Regions from separate parts of the Capra hircus genome. Here region 1 is linked to region 2. The links are chromatin contacts, called in public Hi-C maps. All regions are on one chromosome and are shown on one strand. The core of a region is the stretch at or near the end of the contact, and the rest is flanking DNA. Distances in the headings are between cores, read along the strand shown. Region 1 overlaps SP110 (sp110 nuclear body protein). Region 2 has its middle 67 kb from the start of CAB39.

What was found. A called contact is a pair of places that touch in the nucleus more often than the background predicts.
Region 1: a contact with region 2 is called in a Hi-C map of blood, with 2.9 times the contacts expected there. The contact joins two enhancer-like sites. A contact is called at or near these places in 2 of 5 Hi-C or Micro-C datasets (both in blood).

What each region holds. Positions count from the first base shown.
Region 1 is chr2:17,521,782-17,528,596 of ARS1.2, reverse strand. It overlaps SP110 (sp110 nuclear body protein), which reads right to left. Exons shown (of 19, transcript XM_013973239.2): 11 at 4,536-4,730. Among named protein-coding and RNA genes, the nearest start is that of SP110, 29 kb to the right of the region's middle. Within about 2 kb of position 3,421, at least 5 of the 5 cell types and tissues checked have an H3K27ac peak or open chromatin away from gene starts, as enhancers often do.
Region 2 is chr2:17,253,752-17,260,768 of ARS1.2, reverse strand. No RefSeq gene overlaps it. Among named protein-coding and RNA genes, the nearest start is that of CAB39, 67 kb to the right of the region's middle. Within about 2 kb of position 2,373, at least 3 of the 5 cell types and tissues checked have an H3K27ac peak or open chromatin away from gene starts, as enhancers often do.

The DNA of each region.
Region 1 (6,815 bases), core at 2,172-4,671, 270 kb before region 2:
CCTGGTGGAGAAAACGAAAAGAAAAGCCTAACAGAGACAAAGAAGAGCAGAATGGAAAAACCCCCGTATGTGATGGGGAAGACCACCTCCAGGGATTCTTACAGAACCTAGGAAAGAGGCACAAGGTGAACACTACTCCTGGGGACTTCCCTGGTGGGTCAGTGGTTGAGAATCCTCCTGCCAATGCAGGGGCACAGGTGCAATCCTTGGTCCGGGAAGCTTCCACACGCCACGGAGCAACTATGCCCATTTGTTGCAACCGCTGAGCCCGTGCTCCAGAACCCTCGGGCAGCAACTACTGAGCCCATGCCCCCTAGAGACTGTGCTCCACCACAAGAGAAGCCACTGCAATGAGAAGCCCTTGAATCACAACTTGAAAGTAGCCTGCTCGCAGCAATGAAGACCAAGTGCAGTCAAAAATAATAATAATAAATAAAAATTAAGGCAGAAAATCCCATCATGGCCTGGGGAAAAGTCTGGACCCCTGTGGTCTGTAGAGGAAGGGCCCGTGTGGCGATGGAGTGGCTGGAGAGCACCAGTTAGGGGACTAGTAAGAGCAGCACGTATGTTTTGTTGTTTATTTGCACAACAGCCTTAAGAAAGGGAAGGCAGTGGTCATGGCCTTCATTTTAGAGTTGGGGACTTTGGCACAGCTTTGGAGGGAGGATGCCTGGCGGTCACCGCACTGTGAGATGAGGCCGGCATTGGAATCCAGACATGCCAGCCCTATGTGTGTGCTCTTTCCATGCCATCAGGAACACTGCAACAAGATTCCACATCGTTTAACAGCAGAGGGTGTGTGTGGGTACTCAGTCATTCAGTCGTGTACGACTCTTTGTGACCCTATGGACTGTAGCCCACCAGGCTGTTCTGTCCCACACAGAGTGTGTGTGTGCCTCCTAAGCCACTGCAGTTGCATCAGACTCTTTGCCACCCCAAGACAAGGTGTTAAATCAGAAGTCAAAGCCGGGTAGGCGGACATGCTAAGGAGGTGGGAGAAGCTGATGCTGACGGACAGCTGTCAGTGTTTGCCTAGACTCTTGCCTCCTACTTGTGTTTCCTACAAAGATCTGGAGGGGGAGTAGTTATTTTCCAGCGTAAAACAAAGGACTTGAGATTAAAACACCTAGGTTGGTTTCAGCTCATGCAAGTCCTTTATGTTCTAATTGAATCTGCAAAATGGGCTGGAAAATACCTATTTGAGGATTAAATGGCAAAGAGTAGAACAAATCGGTTGCCAAGTGTAAAGTGGCGTAGACACTTACATATCGTTGGCAGGGCTTCTGTGTATGGCCGTGTGGAATACACACTGAGCAAAGAGTCCCCCTTTAAGGTGAGGGGTGGGGAGCTCCTAGTGACATCAGAGCTATAGTCCATTCACACATTTCTGGCCTCTTTCCAGCAGGGGGCAGTAAAGGGCCTGGTTACAAGAATCACTCTGCCAGATATAAGTGTGTCAAGGAAGGGGCTCTTTTCTAGTTTATATGGGTCAATGGAGGCCCTGATACAGGTATTCATACTTGATGAGGAAGAATGGATAATGTATTGATCTGACAGCTATTTAAGCACAAACTGCAAAGCGCAGAGGACAGCTGGAGCCACGAGCAAGGCCTTCTGACCTCATTTGATTTTCCCGAACTGAATAGGATGTACAGACAGTTAGTCACACATGTGATAAAACACACAAACTCACAGCCTTAGAGAAGAACTTACGGTTACCGGGGAGAACGGTGCGGGGAGGGATAGTTAGAGAGTTTGGGATGGACATGTACACACTGCTGTATTTAAAATGGATAACCAACAAGCACCTTCTGTATAGCCCAGGGAACTCTACTCAATATTATCTAACAACCTAAATGGGAAGAGAATTTGAAAAAGGATACATGTATAGGTATAACTGAGTCAGTTTGCTGGACACTAGAAATTAACAGAACATTGTAAATTAACTATACTTCTTTTCTTTCTTTTTTTATAAAGAGATCTGAGGACTTCCCTGGTGGTCCAATGGTTAAGACTTGTGCTTCCGCACGGAGTAAGGGGTGTGGGGTCAGTCCCTGGTTGGGGAAGTTCTGCATGCCTCAAGGTATGGCTGAAAAAACAGAGAACCAAAAAAAAAAAAAAAAAAAACCTATCAAAAAAGAATTATACTTGTGATAAGTGCCACCAAGAAAAAACACTGTACCTGCTGAGTTCAAGAGGCTTTGTTCAAGGTGAGTCTGAAGCTGTGTAGCAAAGAAGGAGGATGGAGAGGTTGGCTATGGGGATGGAGTATGTGATGGGGGAGGAGATACATGAGCTGGCCCTGAGCAGGATGGAGCAGGAAGCGCTGGGTGATGCTCAGAGAACCAGGCTGGAAGAGACCCTGGGGGTGTGGCTAGGGGTTGGAATATGGGTGTGGATTATGTTCTATTTCTTGACCCGGTTGTTGGGTACACCTGGGCTTTTCCTTCGTGTGAGTCCCTCAAGTTGTACAGTACGCACCAGCATTTTTCTGTAAGTACAGTGTACCAGTGCTCCTCAAGACGTCGACCTGCGATGAACTTGACCAGAATAGGAATCAATGCAGGGCTGTCTATGATACTATATATAAAATAGACAACAAATAAAGACCTGCATTGTACAGCACAGGGAACTCCAGTCAATACTCTCTAATGGCCTAGATGGAAATTATCTAAACTGGAGTGGATATATGTATTATGTATACCTGATTCACTGTGCTATACAGCAGAAAGTAATACAACACTGTAAACCAACTACACTTCAATAAGGATTTTAAAAGTAATAAAAAGAGTGCGTGCTACGTCTCTTCAGTCATGTCCACCTCTGTGCTAACGTATGGCCTGTAGCCCGCCAAGTTCCTCTGTCCATGGGATTTTCCAGACAAGAATACTGGAGTGGGTTGCCATTTCCTCCTCCAGGGGATCTTCCCGACCCAAGCATCGAACCTGTGTCTCATGTCTCCTGCAGGTGGATTCTTTACCACCAGCGCTGTCTTGGAAGCCCCAGATGAAAACAGGGATGTTAGTAAACGAGGCTAGAGAATGCTGAAGTCATTTATGGTCCTCCCAGAACTCAGTGGTTTATTATAGACGTCAGCAAACTACGGCCCAGGAGCCAATCGGCCCAGTGTCTGTTTCTGTAATGAATGTTTCATTGGAGCGGAGCCAGGCCTACTTGTTCATGTTTTTGCCTCTGCCCGTTTCCTGCTCCCAAGAAAGGGTTAAAGTAGCAGCCATAAACCGGTGTGGCCAGCTGAGCCTAAATGACTCACTTTCTGGCCCGTTTTAGAAACGTTTCAAGCTTTGGCTTGCAGTGGCCCCCTCACTTCTGTCCACATTTCTCTGGCCAAGTCACATGGCCCTTCTTGAGTACACAGGGCAGGAGTATGTGACCTTCTGAGATGCTGGCGAGCAGTATTGTGACCTCCCACCTCGGGCTTAACCCTGCGCAGTGCGCAGAGAAGTTTCCAGGAAAACACTGGCAGACTATCTCTCTTGGCCTGTGTGTTCAACAAATGGAAAAGGCTTGTTATTCCTGTGTGTGTGTTAGCCAATCGTGTCCGACTCTTTGCAATCCCATGGACTGTAGCCCAGCAGGCTCCTCTGTCCATGGAATTCTCCAGGCAAGAAGACTGGAGTGGGTAGCCATTCCTTTCTCCAGGGGCTTTTCCCGACCCAGGGATTGAACCTGGTTCTCCAGTGTTGCAGGAAGATTCTTTATCATCAGATCCACCAGGGAAGCCCTTGTTATTTCTAGCACTGGTGAAGACATAGGGGAAAGTGTGTCCACACCACATTTGTGGGAGTCTAAACTGGTAACAGTTTGATCATCAGATATGGCATTATTTATTTTATTTTTAATTTAATTTTTTGGCCACACCACACCATGCCACTTATGGGATTTAAGTTGCTTGGCCAGGAATTGAAGCCAGGCCCTCGGCAGTGAGAGCACAGAATCCTAACCACCGGATGACCAGGGGTTTCCCAGTATGGGATAATCTTATTTTTTAAAATATTTATTTGTTCATTTGACTGCGTCGGGTCTTAGTTGTGGCACACAGGCTCAGTGGTTGTGGCACGAGAGCTTAGTGCCCAACCAGGGACTGAACTCATGTCCCCGGCACAGTTAGGTGGATTCTTAACCACTGGACCAGCAGGGAAGTCCCGAGATAATTTTAAACCTGCAGATTCATGCATTAGCCTATTTTACCTCCAGAGACAAACCATGAAGAAATAACCCAGAGAAAGTGTCCCCTTTGAAAAGGTTTGCTGCACTCACGTCACTGGGACGGCCCGAATCAGAGAGGAGCCCCCAGACTCCATGGAGTGGAGGTGACTCTGCTGATGGATATGTAAACAGCAGAACCTGGGAGAGGTGACCTGCGTCCCCAGGACACTGCTGAGGCGACCTGCACCCTGTGGATGCGATTACTTCTCCCAACAACCACCCCCAGACCCCGAGACCCCTGCTCTGTCTTCATGCCGCCTCACCAGTGCTTCCCCCTCCTTCTAGCGGCCACTTTAGAGCTGCATCACCTGTGCGGGCTCCACGAGAGACCCTCCCACGCTGAGCCTTCAGGTGACCAGTGCCACCACCAGCTTTGTCCTTTTGTGCAGGCTTTCGGGCACCCTCAGCCTGTGCCTTTTGGGCTCTCGTCATGACCTTTGAATTTCTGGTTGAGTCGTCCTTCTTTTGAGTCTCTTGGATTCTGAGCCCTGATGAGGCTGCTCCTGGACCAAATAGAGATTTGTGATGAGTTTTCACTGGGGTCCCAGTGGCCCTCTCGTTAGCGACCTTCCTCTCACATTCCCAGTCCCCTCACTTTGAGTTCCCTTTGTACCCCTGCCTGCCTCTTACTGCTGCTGCTACTGCTAAGTCACTTCAGTCATGTCCAACTCTGTACGACCCCATAGACGGCAGCCCGCTGGGCTCCCCCATGCCTGGGATTCTCTAGGCAAGAATACTGGAGTGGGTTGCCATTTCCTTCTCCAATGCATGAAAGTGAAAAGTGAAAGTGAAGTCGCTCAGTCGTGTCCGACTCTTCGCGGCCCCATGGACCGCAGCCCACCAGGCTCCTCCGTCCATGGGATTTTCCAGGCAAGAGTACTGGAGTGGGGTGCCATTGCCTTCTCCATACTATTTCTCTATAATTACTCCTCTCTTTTTCTTGGATGTATCTTTCTTCTCCTCCCTAAACCCTGTTTCTCTTTTCCTCCTTCAATTCTGACTCTTCATTACACGTGTATCAGTGAGAATATAAGTGAGGGCAGGGGTCTTGTCTGTTTTGCTTGTTGCTAAGTCCTCAGGAGCTAAGGCATGTGGCCAGAACACGCCTCAGCTCAATGCATCTCTGTGGAATGAATGTGTAACAAGCAGCATAGTTTAGAAAATATTCAAATTATGTATTTTTCATCCTTATACATTGTATAGTCCATGGAATTCTCCAGGCCAGAATACTCGAGTGGGTAGCCTTTCCCTTCTCCAGGGGATCTTCCCAACCCAGGTATTGAACCCAGGTCTCCCACCTTGCAGGCAGATTCTTTACCAGCTGAGCCACAAGGGAAGTCCCTTGTAATGGTCAGGGTTCCCTAATTATGAAGTTAATCAATTTTCGGGAAAGGGCAGAATCTAGCCCAGGATCTCAGTCGAGGCCACTTTGGAGATACTACACAAAATCTCAGAAACACAAGAGTGAAAGGGGATTTCTATGTTCCAAAAATTATTTTTATACACCAACAAGAAAAGCTCAGAGGTCTGAAAGTCAAGTGTTCCCAGAAGTTGTTGGTAGAGAGAACTCAGCATGTGACAGGAGGCAGCGGGGCTGGGGACTGGGAAAAAGAGTCAAGGGGAGGAGAAGGGTGAGGGAGGAGGTTCTGGTCCCTTCCTAGGTCAGACCCCAAGACTGAGGGGTATTGGCAACAAGCAGAAAAATTGGGAAAATGTCCAAAGCATTGAAATGCATGTCATGATTCCAGTTTGGGTGCTGAGAGGAGATTCCCTCCCAGGGTGCCACATTCCATCCTAAGGGCTGGGAATCCAAGACAATCCCCACCCATGGGCACATCTTGAATTAAAGAAACAAGGAGAAAGGAGAGGGGCAGGGGAAGAGGGAGAAAGTGCGGAAGAAAAGGCTAAAAGGTGATAAGCATGAAAAGGAATAAAGCAGAGGGTCCAGAAAAACACAGAGTTACATGCAGTTTTGTTTCTTGTGCTACAAATAAGATGCTTTTTCATGCATGGAGTCAATGGCATGCTAAGCATCTCTGCGGGTGGTTCTGAACACTCGATGACCGCAAATCTAACCCCAGTTTGGGGCTGGGAATCTGAATCCTGCCTACACATTCAGGTTTTTGCTTTATCTGTTCTTCTTGGCTCTGAACTTGCACTGGACATTGTGCGTGCTAAGTCACGTCAGTCGTGTCCGACTCTGTGTTATCCTATAGACTGTAGCCCCCCCAGGCTCCTCTGTCCATGGGGGTTCTCCAGGCAAGAATACTGGAGTGGTTGCCATGCCCTCCTCCAGGGGATCTTTCTGACCCAGAGATTGAACCCATGTCCCTTGTGTCTCTGGCATTGGCAGGTGGGTTCTTTATCACTAGTATCACCTGGGAAGTCCCATATCTCAAAGCTGTCTGATGCCTCCTGTCCACCTCCACCTCATTCCTTCCCAGTGATAAGATAAAAGAAGCCTGTTAGAACCAACATGTTTCTCCCTTTGTGAGGTATAGTCCTTGATGAGATGGTCTAGGCACTGGGGTGGAGTCGCCATGTGGCTGGAGGGAAGAACCTTAATGAACACCAAGGGAATGACAACT
Region 2 (7,017 bases), core at 1,124-3,623:
CTTACTCCAGGGACTCAAGAAGCACAGGACACATAAGAGACCAAGGCATAGACGACACTGGGTTGGCAGAGCTAAAAGAACCACATCTTCCAAGAGGCATAGGCATAGTTACTGCACCCAGGACACTGAGAATCTAGTCTATACCTGGTCCTCTGCAGCTAGGTCTGAGCAGAGCAGGGACATCAGCTCGGGACACTTTGGGCGATAACCCCTTTGGGAGCTTAACTTACAAAACAGTTCAGTTCAGTTCAGTCTCAGTCGTGTCCAGCTCCCATGAACCGCAGCACACCAGGCCTCCCTGTCCATCACCAACTCCCAGAGTCCACCCAAACCCATGTCCATTGAGTCAGTGATGCCATCCAACCATCTCATCCTCTATCGTCTCCTTCTCCTCCTGTCCTCAATCTTTCCTGGCATCAGGGTCTTTTCAAATGAGTCAGCTCTTCACATCAGATGGCCAAAGTATTGGAGTTTCAGCTTCAACATCAGTCCTTCCAGTGAACACCCAGGACTGATCTTCTTTAGGATGGACTAGTTGGATCTCCTTGCAGTCCAGGGGACTCTTAAGAGTATTCTCCAACACCACAGTTAAAAAGCATCAATTCTTCAGCATTCAGCTTTCTTTATAGTCCAACTCTCATGTCCATACATGACTACTGGAAAAACCATAGCCTTGACTAGATGGACATTTATTGGCAAAGTAATGTCTCTGCTTTTTAATATGCTGTCTAGGTTGGTCATAACTTTCCTTCCAAGGAGTAAGTGTCTTTTAATTTCATGGCTGTAACCACCATCTGCAATGATTTTGGAGCCCAGAAAAATAAAGTCAGCCACTGTTTCCATTGTTTCTCCATCTATTTGCCATGAAGTGATGGGACCAGATGCCATGATCTTAGTTTTCTGAATGTTGAGCTTTAAGCCAACTTTTTCACTCTCCTCTTTCACTTTCATCAAGAGGCTCTTTAGTTCTTCTTCACTTTCTGCCATAAGGGTGGTGTCATCTTACAAAACAGGAGAGATTTTATTTGGGCCCCTGGTGACTGCAGGTATGAAATTAAAAGATGCTTGCTCCTTGGAAGAAAAGCTTTGACAAACCTGGACAGCGTATTAGAAAGCAGAGACATCACTTTGCTGACAAGGTCCGTATAGTCAGAGCTATGAGTTTTCCAGTAGTTGTGTACAGAGGTGAGAGTTGGACCATAAAGAAGGCTGAGCACCAAAGAATTGGTGCTTTTGAACTGTGGTGCTGGAAAAGACTCTTGAGAGTCCCTTAGAGTGCAAGGAGATCAAACCAGTCAATCCTAAAGGAAATCAACCCTGAATATTCATTGGGAGGACTGAGGCTGAAGCTGAAGCTTCAGTACTTTGACCACCTGATGTGAAAAGCTGACTTATTGGAAAAGACCCTGATGCTGAGAAAGACTGAGGGCAGGAAGAGAAGGGGACGACTGAGGATGAGATGGTTGGATGGCATCATTGACTCAATGGGCATGAGTTTGAGCAAATTCCAGGAGATAGTGAAGGACAGGGAAGCCTGGCATGCCACAGTCCATGCAAAGAGTTGGAAACGACTGAGCGACTGAACAACAGTTTTACTATGGGGCTTAATTATGGGAGGGGGGTCAGGAAAGATGGCAAAATGTCAAGCTCCAAACTCTGTCTCTCCACTTAGACAACAGCTGTACTAGCAGAAACTGGCCAAAGAGTGGGAGGCACCCAGCAAGGTCTCAGAGAGAGAAGAGTGAGGTCCTAACAGATCACTCAGCTCTGTAGCTCAGAGCTACACCTGAGCTTCCTATTCTGCTAGTTTCAACAAACTCCAGACAAGCACGGGCAGAAAGCACTGGGTCTCCGCTTGAAGGGAGCCTTCCAGGGGCTCTCCTCCTCTTTTCCCTAAATTTCATCCTGGGGTGAACTAGGTTTGGCCAAGGTGGACTTAATGGCAAAGGTGAAGACCTTCAGGATGAGGAAGAACTCCTGTCCCCAAAGGAAGGAATCATGATCGGATCGACAAGGGACGAGAAACTGAGACCGCGCTTGGGTAACGGTCGATCAGGCAGGAGCGGTTTTCGCCCAGCAAACACCGGATGTCGCGGGACGGGTCGGGACTTCCCCGCGGGCACAAGGTCGCTTACTGGAAGTCAGCTGCTGACGCAAGCTCAGCCCTCTGGGAGCCAGCCACGCACTTTCCCAAAGCACCCTCCCCTTGTGGGGCAGAAGTCAGCCAAGACGACCCTCTAAAGCGATGCACATTATCAAACGTGGTTTTGACGCAGTGGGTAAATAGCCGCTGCCCTGAGCCCCTTCAAGGGCCTCCCTCCACTCCCTGCTGCTCTTGCCATTGATCTTATACCTAAACACCACTACCCGCGCCACCCCACCCCAAGACCTCTCCAATCAGCAACCGATCAGTCCGGGATCCTCCAAGAACCTGCTGCAAACGGCGGCCGGTGTCAGTTTTCATCCGGAGCACACAGAGCAAGATGAAAGGAGAGGCATACCACCGGGGTCACGTTCTTAAAATTCTAATTTTAGCAAATGAAACTTCGCTTTAAATCTGCATTTTTCAGGGTAGGATGCGGGGACGTAGGAGGGATATTCAAGTGGCAGGGGACATAGGTAGACCTATGGCTGATTCATGTTGATGTGGTAGAAACCGACACAATGCTGTAAAGCAACTATCCTTCAATTTTTAAAAAAAAAATTTTTTTTTTTTTTTTTTTTTTTCATTTTTTAGGGTTTTTCCTCTACCCCGTTCCCGGCTCCAGAACCTTCAGAACGTCTACACTGCCCTCTGGTGGCTGAATGTTGTCATTGATCAGTCCCCTTTAGAAATGTCTTAAAACTTTTCCTCTCCTAATTCACCCTGTTGTCAGTCCTGAAAAAGTAGAACTTATTTTTTAATCCTCTAAACAAAGATCTCAAAATCAAGATTAGAAGTGATATTGTTTGTTTGGTTGCAAAGCCTGTCTGAATCTTTTGCCACCCCATGGGCTGTAGCCCACCAGGCTCCTCTGTCCATGGGGTTTCCCAGGCAAGAGTACTGGAGTGGGTTGCCATTTCTTTCTCCAGGGGATCTTCCCCACCCAGGGATGGAACCCACGTCTCCCGTGTCTCCTACTTGGCAGGTGGATTCTTTACCAGTGAGCTACCTGGGAAGCCCTAGAAGTGACATTGTGAAAGTCGCTCAGTCGTGTCAGACTCTTTGCGACCCCATGGACTATTCAGTCCACGGAATTCTCCAGGCCAGTACTGGAGAGGGTAGCCTTTCCCTTCTCCAAGGGATCTTTCCAACCCAGGGATTGAACCCAGGTCTCCCACACTGCAGGTGGATTCTTTACCAGCCGAGCTACAGGGGAAGCCCAAGAATACTGGAGTGGGTAGCCTATCCCTGCTTCAAGAGATCTTCCCCACCCAGGGGTCTCTCTTCCCCACTCAGGGGTCTCCTGAATTGCAGGTGTATTCTTTACCACCTGAGCTGTCAGGGGAGCCCAGAAGTGACATTATTTCCTTCTAAGTAAAAGGGAGTGAAATAATATAAGAAATTGGTGCCTGAGATAGTTTTCCTGTTTGGCAGTTCATATGCCCATAATTGAATTCATGACCTAGACAGAGAGGTCTTAGTTCAAATTGTGAGGATCCTATGTCTTTGACTCTTTTTCACTGCCACTGCTGAGCGGTCCCTGAGAATGTCCTTGGGCCTAGATGTCCTCAAGGACCAGACATCCCTGCCCTCCGGACCTCCCCCTTAGGCTGGCAGTGCTACCAGGTGAGCTTCCCTCAGGGGACTCCCGCAGGGACCAAGGGCTCTCTGAAGCTACAGGGCAGCGACACAGTGCTGCGCATTCATCTGGACAGCCTCCACCTCAGCACGCAGCCTGTTGACCTCCACTGGCTTGCCTTACAGATTTTGAATCTGAGAATGCTTCTTATAAGAGGAGTCTCATGGTGCCTTGCACAGAGAAGAAAGATCTGGGTATTAAGGCGAGCATTACCGCAGCTGACATCCGTCTTTTAAGGGGCGACGAGAAGTGGGTTGCTGTGGGTGGACATCGTCTTGGGGAGGGCTCCATCCGTGCACCGTCATAGCTGTTGCCCGGCACGAGTTCATGCGCAGGATGTGACCTCTGGAGGTGATGTGTGTAGAGAAGTGGCTTGACACCAGAGGTCATGTTCCAGTAGGAGCTCCTTCTGTGACGTGTGTGGTTGGCAGACGGAGCCAAACTCTTCATGCATTCATGAGGAGTCCCACACAGAGAACAGGGTGAGTTTTCTCAAACTGACAGTCATAACTAAGACGGCATCATGGCTCCAGTCCCAGGAAATTGTATCCACAAAAAGCATCAGGCAGGGGCAGCAGACACTGAAGCAGGAGCAACACGCCCGGAGATGAGTGTTTCCCAGTCTCGTGACAAGGAAAACAGTTCCCATAAGCAAAAGAGCTTCACATCACAAGTCCTGAAAGGAGAAATAAAATAAAAATAAAGTCTGTTCAACAGAATGTGAACTGAGAACTTCCAGATGTGCAAGCTGGATTTAGAAAAGGCAGAGGAACTGGAGATCAAATTACCAACATCCGATGGATCATAGAAAAAGCAAGGCAATTCCAAAAAAACATCTACTTCTGCTTCATTGACTATGCTAAAGCATTTGACTGTGTGGGTCACAACACACTGTGGAAAATTCTTAAAGAGATGGGAATACCAGGCCACCTTGCCTGCCTCTGTGAAACCTGTATGCAGGACAAGAAGCAACAATTAGAACCTTACTTGGAACAAAGGATGGGTTAAATTCAGAAAGGAGTGAGTCAATACTGTATAGCTACCCTGCTTATTTAACTTATATGTAGAGTACATCATGAGAAATGCCAGGCAGGATGAATCACAAGCTGGAATCAAGATTGCCAGGAGAAATATCAATAACCTCAGATATGCAGATGACACCACCCTTAAGGTAGGAAGTGAAGAGAAACTAAAGAGCCTCTTGATGAAAGTGAAAGAGGAGAGTGAAAAGGATGGCTTAAAACTCAACTTTCAAAAAACTAAAATCGTGGCATCCAGTCCCACCACTTCATGACAAATACATGGGGGAGAAAATGGAAGCAGTGACAGACTTTATTTTCTTGGGCTCCAAAATCACTGCAGATGGTGACTGTAGCCGGGAAATTAGAAGACATATGCTTCTTGGTAGAAAAGCTATGGCAAACCTAGACAGCATATTATAAAGCAGAGACATTACTTTGCTGACAAAGGTCTGTATATTCAAAGCTATGATTTTTACAGTAGCCATGTATGGATGTGAGTGTTGGACCATAAAGAAGGCTGAACACCGAAGAAGTGATGCTTTTGAATTGTGGTGCTGGAGAAGACTCTTGAGAGTCCCTTGAGCAGTAAGGAGATCAAACCAGTCAATTGTAAAGGAAATCAGTCTTGAATATTCATTGGAAGGACTGATGCTGAAGCTCCAATACTTTGAACACCTGATGCGAAGAGCCAACTCACTGGAAGACATCCTGACGCTGGGAAAGATGGAAGGCAGGAGGAGAAGAGGGCAACAGAGAATGAGATGGTTGGATGGCATCACTGATCCAATGGTCATGAGTCTGAGCAAGCTCTGGGAGACAGTGAAGGACAGGAAATCCTGGAGTGCTGCAGTCCATGGGGTTGCAAAGAATCAGACATTACTGAGTGACTGAACACCAATGTATGTATGTCTGTATGTGTGTGTGTGTGTGTGCCCGAGCTTAGTCATATCCGATGCTTCGAAACCCCATAGACTGTATCCAACCAGGCTCCTCTGTCCAGGGAATTTTCCAAGCAAGAATACTGGATCTGGTTGCCATTTCCTTCTCCAGGGGATCTTCTGGATCCAGGGATTGAACCCAATCTCTTACATCTCCTGTATTGGCAGGCAGACTTTTTACCGCTTCACCATCTGGGAAGCCAGTATGTACGTACATAACAGTTGTATGTGTATATAACTGAATCATTTAGCTGTACACCTAATGCACAATATTGTAAATCATTATATGTATAATTTTCTCAATTATAAAAATGATTATAAATACCTTCTACGATGCTGGCTAACTCTTGTAAATAATTCTCCATGTAAATAATTTTTAAAGAAGTAATCTCAGTGGTTGCTAATCAATGAAATAAGAGTTGTTACAGAGAACAAGGAGTAAGACTATGAGGAAAATAGAACAGAGTGACTTTATAGTCTGGGAGCTTGGGTGACGCAGTGGAAAAGAATCTGCCTGCCAGGAGACACGGGTTCCATCCCTGGGTCAGGAAGATCCCCTGGCGTACGAAATGGCAACCCACTCCAGAATTCTTGCCGGGAAAAATCCCATGGACGAAAGAACCTGGCAGGCTAAAGTCCATGGGATCACAAAAGAGTCGGATACAACTGAATACACACAGCCCAGCACTGTAAGGAGGGAACACTTGTCCTGTGACCTAAATTTTCATGTGCAAAATCATCCAGACACAGTGGAGTCATCCATGGAGGGAACGGTTCTGATAACCCCTTCAGTCCCTTCTAGGCACTCTGTTATAATGTCTACCATGGGGCTGTCATATGTAGTGCTTCTTTATCTTGCCTACAAAGTTACCGTGGATGAGTCACGTGTGCCTCAACTAAGGCTACATCCCTCACTGGCACACTGGACCCTGCTTGCCTCCTCAAGGGCATCTCTTCTGCAATCCTACCCTCCACCTACTCATCGTCAGGTTTTCCACTATTTCTGGCTCTTTCCCAGCAGCATAGGAACACGCCATTATCAATTCAGTTCAGTTTGGCTCAGTCACTCAGTCACAGGACAGTCGCTCACTCTTTGTGACCCCATGGACGGCAGCACACCAGGCCTCCCTGTCCATCACCAACTCCCAGATCTTGCTCAAACTCATGTCCATCGAGTTAGTGATGCCATCCAGCCATCTCATCCTCTGTCGTCCCCTTCTCCTCCTGCCTTCAATGTTTCCCAGCATCAAGGTCTTTTCCAAAGAGTCAGTTTTT